2 separate regions of the Pan troglodytes genome follow, and region 2 is linked to region 1. A link is a contact called in public Hi-C data. All regions are on one chromosome and are shown on one strand. The core of a region is the stretch at or near the end of the contact, and the rest is flanking DNA. Distances in the headings are between cores, read along the strand shown. Region 1 overlaps MYO18A (myosin XVIIIA). Region 2 overlaps SEZ6 (seizure related 6 homolog).

Region 1 (3,434 bases), core at 524-3,023:
GCCACTCACAGGTGGCAGCACTGAAAAGAAGACCCCCACCAGCAGCCATTGAGTCACAGTGGGACGCTGAGTGGGCACCAGATGGCCTCAGTGTGCTCGGAGTCCCCAGGCCTGCCTACCAGGGGTAAGGAAGGGTCCCCAGGCCTGCCTGCTGGGGCCCGGCTGGCACTCACCACCTGTAGCTTCATCTGGATGCACAGTGACTTCTTTTTGACAGCCGCCATGCCTGTGGTAAAGGTTTTCCGCATGCTGGTGGCCCGGCGCAGTGCCAGCTGCGAGCCGCCCTCCAGGCCCGCGATGGAGCCAGAGAGCACCGTGGCACTGCCTGCGCGGCCCAGAAACAGGTTGCTGATGATTTTTCTGCCAGAGGTGGGAGGATAAGGGAGGAAAAGCAGTCACATCGATGGAGTGGGAAAGGCCGCTCCTCCCCCAAGGCCCCAGAACACTAAACAGTCCCATTCAGCCACGTCCAGGGGCCTGGCTACCTGAACTGCATGCCCCACACCCTACAGAGAAACAAACTGTGGAGAAATTTTCAAACAGTAAGGAGAGAAAGCCAGAGGTGGGCAGAAGCCAAGGGGTGGACAGGAATCGGACAGAGGGGAGCAATCTACTCATCTACTTCCCCTAACCAGGGAGGGCAAAGGTGTGGAAGAGTTTCCAATGTGACAGGAGGGGTTAGGGTTCAACATCTTCTAACATACGATATAATTTATTTATTATGTTTATTGTTCATTATCTGTCTCTCCCATTAGAATGTAAATTCCACAAGGGCAGGGAGTTCAGTTTTGTTCACTATTATCTGCCAAGCACCTAGAAGCCCCCGTCGCAGGGTAGGTGCCCACTAACCATCTTCTGAAGAGTAGAACGGATGACAGGGCCCGTGGGGCTGGGGGTTCTAAGGCCGCTCAGGGCCTATGGGGCTGGGGGTTTCTAAGGCCACTCCTGCCTTCTTTGACTTGAGGGTGTTCTTCACATTTAAACCATAGGCTCTCCCACCATGTCTGCCTCCCACCTCTACTTCAAGAGGCCCCTCAAGCTCCTCAAGGCCAAGTGCCCTGGGCTGTTGCCTCTCAGGAATAAAGGCCATCTACTTTGCTAGTGAGGGGGCCTCTGAGACAACCCCAGGGGGAGGGAGCCCCAAAATCAAAACAGTCCTGGGTACAGGACAGGGGCAGAGGGAGTGGTGGTCTTACTTCTGGGAGTCCTGCAGGAGCCGGGGGGCATTCTGGGTGGCTGGGTTCTGCTTGGTGTAGTTCAGCCAGCCAGTCACATTGTACTCTACCCAGTTGGTGCCATGGCTGTGGCCCAGGAGAAAGTGGTGTGGTTTGCTGCTGTGCAGAAGGGGGCTTTGGCCTGACGGTGGGAGAAGCAAGATTTAGGTTGTCAGGGTACAGGCACAAAGTGACCCCCGCCCCCTCCCAGGGAGTGCCACCTGGACCCACCTGTATGTAAGAGGAAGCAGAGGAGCTACCCTCTAGGGATGCCACCTACCTTTTTTGTCACCTTCCTGGGGGCCATAATAGGAGAAAAGGCGCTCCAGGAGGGCGTCCTCACTGGCCCCTGGCACCAGAGCCTCCTCTTCCAATAGCCAGAGCAGGCCCCTCGCCTCGTCTGTGCGGGCCAGCGAGCGGACCTACAGAGAAGGAAGGAAATCCTTCCTTGTCATATGGAGCTGTGGGAAAGGGGCCAGGGTGGTGCCGGGCCCAAACACACCCTACAGAATGCTACACACGTGCACACATGCACACACGCACACGCCGCAGCTCCTGCCGCTCACTGCTGACACCTTGTGGAGGAAGCGGGCAGCCCGGGGAAAGGGGAGCCAAGAAAGTGAGCAGAGGGAAGCCCACAGCAAAAGAGGGTGCTTAGCACTCCAGTCCAAAGTCACCAAAGACTGCAGCCTTCCTGCTGGCCCGAGCCCGCGCCCCGAGGCACTCCTCCACCCTCGTCCCCTCGGAGGTCACCAGGGACTTGGATGAACCCCACATTGCTCTCACTCCCTGGCAGTGGGATAAAGTCTGGAAGGCCCTGAGCACAAGAGTTGGCCCTAAGGAAGCTGTCAGTAAGTGACAGCTGTGAGGTTAATCCTGGTCTCTGAAAGGAGAGAACCCAGAGGGGGCTCAGATGGCTGCCGGTGGGATCACTGCAGGGTCACTCAAGGGCCAAAAGAAGACAGGTGACTTAACGGACGTGGCAGCCAAAACGGGTAGAGGCTGGGGCAAGCTAGAGAGCAGGTATCCCTATCCAAAGGGAAAAACCACCACTGAGCTGCAGCCAACTGCTCTCCTGGAAGAACACTGGCCTAGCATTGATAAACCCTCTGGTTCTTCAAGAGAAGGTAGAAATATCTAATTCCAATTTCAAATATCCCATGAAGGCCAAACAAACTAGGCCTGTGGCCACATCTGGCCTGAAGGTGCCTTTTCTGTGGAGTTCCTGCATCTCTCTTGGGCAGGAAGGATGGAACCTTCCCCACACCCTATTCTGGCCTGGCCTTCAGGGGCTGAAGGAAAAAAGAAGTGAGAAAAGGGCCATTTTTCCTCTCTTTGACCCCAGCTGCCTGCATCTCCTCCCGGCAGATGCCCAAGGGAGTTGGCGTGATTACCAGAAGGAAGCAGAATGTGGCCAAAGGCCAAGGCAACTCTAGTGGCAGGAACCGAGTAGTAGGAACGAGCAATGAAGCAATGAGATGGGAAGACAGGCTTGGCACCGAGGGCCCCTTCCCCAGGGGTGCAGCCGCCCCATGCCAAGGTCCATTAGTCAGGAGAGACCACAGAAGAGAAAGGAGAGCCAAGCTCTTCCCACATGCTGTCTGACTCCTGCTGCTCATGCTGACATCCCCCCTCTCCCGGGAACCTCAGAACGGTTCTGAGTGAGGCCACCATAGGAGCCCAGGTGTCAGGAAAAGAAAATTCACTTCCCTGGGGAGATGCGGTGCTTGGGCACTTTAAACATCTGTCCCCGGGGGGATACTCACTCTTTCGCAGCCCCACCACTTGTGCAAGCCAAGCAGGGCCTCATGGCAGAGAAGAGGGAGGGAGAGGTAGGAATCAAAGCAGAGCAGGGAGGTCGGCAGCCTCGCAAAAATGCCAGTTCTCCAATAAAGCACCTTATGCAATTTCCCTAATGGCGGACAATCGCCAAATGCCAAGAGTTTGCTAGGCCAGCCAGTCCCCCACCGAGTGCCAAGGTGCCCAGGACACTAGCACAAAGGGTGACAAAGCCTGCCCCCAAAGTTGAGGGGCGAGGGTTCATATCCATGACAGTCCCCCAGAGGGCATTTGACAGCTTAGCACTGTTTCCCCTGGGAGCGGGAGGCTGGCTCCTGGCCCTGTTCTGTTAGGTTGCACCAGTCCTCTACTTGGGGACAATGGGAGGGAATGACTATGTCCTTGGGGTCTAGGCCCTCACCAGCTGGGACTGGTCACCAG
Region 2 (3,434 bases), core at 619-3,118, 140 kb before region 1:
TGGAGGGGTCAAGGAGAGGCTGAGAGGCTTGTGCTACAGAGCCTGATAACCCTTGGGGTGGTAGGAAAAGTGAGGACTGTCTAGACTGAAGATCTTGGGTCTTGGGGTAGGGGGCAGCCCCACTGATGGTATCAGGTAAATGGGAGAAGAGGTCCATGCAAGGCCTCTGTTCCTGGGTGCCTTTGTGTGAATAGAAAAATGGGCCCTCTTTCTTCCCCCCATTAAGAAGAAAAAGAAAAAGAGGCTGTCTCAGGGCAGACCAGGGTCCAGAAATTTGAGTTTTATGACTTTCACCTGTCCTGTTACTATGTCTGTGAAAGTGGGAGGAGAATTCCTCCTCTTCTGTCTCTCACGGGGCTCTGGAGAGAATGGTCGGTAAGTGGCTAGTTGTGCTTGGCAGGCAGTACAGGGCAGTGCTTAGCAGGTGGGCTGTGGGTCAGACTGCCTGGGTTTGAATGCAGGCTTCTTCCCTACGTGCTGTGCCACCGTGGGCAAGTTACCTAAATTCTCTGTGCCTCAGTTGCCTCATTTATCCACCCATTTTCAGTATTACATCCAAGGTTGTGGAGGTTAAGTGAGAAGACATATGTGCAGTTCCTGAACAAATGCCTAAGACATCAGCCTGCTGTTATTGTTTGTAATCTTGATTAATAATAGCACCTCACATCTGCATGTACTTTCCAGATTCTAAAATGCCTTCACACTCTTCTTTCTTGATGTCTACAATATGCTTGGGAGAAAGGCAGGCAAGGTAGGAGCTATGAGCCCATTTTCAGATGAGAACAGGTTCAGAGAGACCCTGTGCCCTCATCACACAGCAAGGAAGTACTAGACCAGGAACTTGAAGCTCCTGGGCTCTGAAGCCTTCTTGCTTTCCACCACCACCCCACCTGCTTCCCCATTTGAAGTAGAAACTTGGGTTCAGGGGTCAGAGAAATCTGAGAGTAACAGACAAGCCTGCTCTGGGTGGTTGTCCAGGGCAGCCACTCACAGTGACCTGGGGAGAGATCCCAGGCCAGGATGGGACGAAGAAAGGGGTGTGGGGCACCACGCCCAGAGTGGAGGAGGTTAAGAGGTTAACTGACGCCTAGTGGGGTCTAGACCATGAGCCAGGCTCCGGCCCAGCATTTCCCCTTACATCTTCCCCTTTGAGTTCTTATCACCACTCTAGTAAGGGAGGGCCCTCGTTTCACAGATGAGGAAACTGGGCTGGAATGGGGTGGAACTGGGCTGGAACTGTAGGAGGCTGGGGGCAGACAATGAAGCCCCCAGACTCCATAGTAGTTAAAGTATCACTTCCCAGGATGAGCTTCCTCCTGTTGCCATGACAACCGTTCCCGGGGAGCCTGAACCACTGCAATCTGTTGAGTTATTTTCTCACTGGAGTCTGTTTCTGGAGCCAAGTCCAGTGCCAGGAATGCTGAGGATGGAGGAGGGGGATGTCTGTCAGGGCCGTCTGCCTCCCCACCCTGCCTGAGGCTGTTGGAGGGGAGTTGGAACTTGGTCTTGCGATAAGGCCCTTGTGAGGGCTCATCCTTGTGACCTCCAACATCAGCTTGGACAGCTCCAGCACAGGTGTGGGTACTAGGCCCCTCACCCCCTCTTCTGGCACCCTCTTTCTCTAGCCCACGGAGATTTGCGTGTGAGCACACGCTCCTCCTGTTCCCATCTCTGGGATCAGGGCTAATTACAGCCTATAATTAGGGGAATTACACTCATTAAGGCAAGAGCTGATCATTGACAAAAACTGGGCTGACGAGGGAGGGCTTCTGGGAGCTGAGAAGGAGGCAGGACCAGGCCAGCTCTTCCAGCCCTTCCTTGGAGGTTGCTCCCCCTTGCTGGGCCTCCAGCTCACTGCCATTCAGCCACCTTTGTCTGGCCCGACAGAGAGGAGGTCCGGAGTTTTGTGCAAAGGAATTTGCAGCAAGAGAGAAGGTTATCATGGCGTGAAATTATGCCTGCTGCCAGGGAGGATTGATGAGCCATTAGGGAGGCTAGCTGGGCCGCCTAGACGTTTCACCCTTGCCTCAGCTGGCCCCTTGCCTCTGCCAAGCCACTCTACAGCCCCATCCACTTCCAGGCTCCCAGACTGCTCCCTTAGTTTGGGTGGAGGGGTGAGGGTAGGGTGAGTGCTCCTTAGGTGGGGTTCCAAGCAGCCCCATCTCCAGAGTGCTGGCTTTTCTGCCCGGCTGTGGTCCCCTGCAGGACCGCGGAAGTGGTCCATGACAATGCAAGACAATCCCTTGATTGTTCACACCAATTATTTCCCTATTAGTTCTCCCTAGTCTCAACTAGTTAACCCATGCAAAGGATCGAGCTGACTTTGTGCTCAGAGAGGGGGATGGGTAGGAGGGACACAGCTGAGACAGCGGCAAAGTCCTGAGCCCCTTTTCCTCCCTCTCCCATCCTGCCAGTCATGTAATACTGGTTTCCTTAATGAAGCATGTGCTAAGCACTTGACATGTACCATTTTGCTTAATCCTAACCATGACTTTGTGGGGTAGGTGTTTTGGTTTCATATTACAGCAGAAGGGTCAGAGAGATCAAATGACTTGTCCAAGGTCAACAGCCAATGAGGAGATTCAAACACAGATCTGCCCATTGCCTGAGTCTGTGATTTTTTTTCATTACATCATGCTGCTCCCTTATTTCCAGAGGTGTTCTGAGCTGATTGGGGCATGGGCCAGGTCAAGGTGGGTGAGGCAGTTCAGGAAGGGCAGTCTGGCAGCTAAGCAGATGGTCATTGTCAGATCCCTTTGACCTTCACCCTCTTGCATTTGGGGAGGGCTTCTATTGTTATTGCCTGTTTAAGTGTCTGCCTCCTCCTGAGAAAGAACTCCTTGAGGACAAGGACCTTGGTGCATCCTGACATTGCCAGTGTCCAGCACAAGCCTGGCAAAGAGCAGGTGCTAGGAAAAGTTTGCTGAATGAATGAATGAGGGACAACGGGCACACCTAGAGGCTACCTGATCCTGAGTCAAGACCAGCTCTCTGCAGGGTGGTGGGTGGAAGAGAGAAGATCCTGGAGGTTTCAGATACGCGATACTTACCTCCAATTGTCCAGAGCTTCACTGGACATTTGTGCTATGTGTCACTAGCCCCTCTCTGCTCCTTCCCTCTAGGATGTAATTGCACAGAGACCCCCCTCCCCAGCAAGGAGGGCAGCGAGTCTGGGCTGGTTCCACCTTCAACTACCCAGGCCTTACCTTGGTAATGGAAATGGAAGGTGCCAGGGCCAGCCGGTGGCGGGAGGCTCTGGAACCTCAGGGCCGCTTGGTGGGTGGGGCTGCGGATGACTTGGCCCCGCAGCAGGAAAGACTGGTTGGCCAGGGGCAGTGGGTCAGGCCCCCCCAGGCCTTCCACAGTCACTGTCTCCCCTTCCCGGAGGCTGATATTCTGGACCTGTCGGTAGAGTAGAGAGAGAAAAGCAAAGT

Evidence for each region. A called contact is a pair of places that touch in the nucleus more often than the background predicts.
Region 2: a contact with region 1 is called in a Hi-C map of stem cell-derived neural progenitor cells, with 6 times the contacts expected there. The contact joins two enhancer-like sites. A contact is called at or near these places in 5 of 7 Hi-C or Micro-C datasets (blood, induced pluripotent stem cells, a lymphoblastoid cell line and 1 more), 1 of 1 datasets of contacts at active chromatin or transcription factors (stem cell-derived excitatory neurons) and 1 of 1 other capture datasets (stem cell-derived neural stem cells).

Annotation. Positions count from the first base shown.
Region 1 is chr19:38,468,015-38,471,448 of NHGRI_mPanTro3-v2.0_pri, reverse strand. MYO18A (myosin XVIIIA) reads right to left here. Exons shown (of 48, transcript XM_063798795.1): 21 at 1,495-1,636; 22 at 1,197-1,356; 23 at 174-360. Among named protein-coding and RNA genes, the nearest start is that of PIPOX, 69 kb to the left of the region's middle. Within about 2 kb of position 1,773, at least 4 of the 24 cell types and tissues checked have an H3K27ac peak or open chromatin away from gene starts, as enhancers often do. A contact at or near this core is called in stem cell-derived neural progenitor cells, where this site is marked.
Region 2 is chr19:38,611,650-38,615,083 of NHGRI_mPanTro3-v2.0_pri, reverse strand. SEZ6 (seizure related 6 homolog) reads right to left here. Exons shown (of 17, transcript XM_511368.6): 4 at 3,207-3,402. Among named protein-coding and RNA genes, the nearest start is that of PHF12, 17 kb to the left of the region's middle. Within about 2 kb of position 1,868, at least 9 of the 24 cell types and tissues checked have an H3K27ac peak or open chromatin away from gene starts, as enhancers often do. A contact at or near this core is called in stem cell-derived neural progenitor cells, where this site is marked.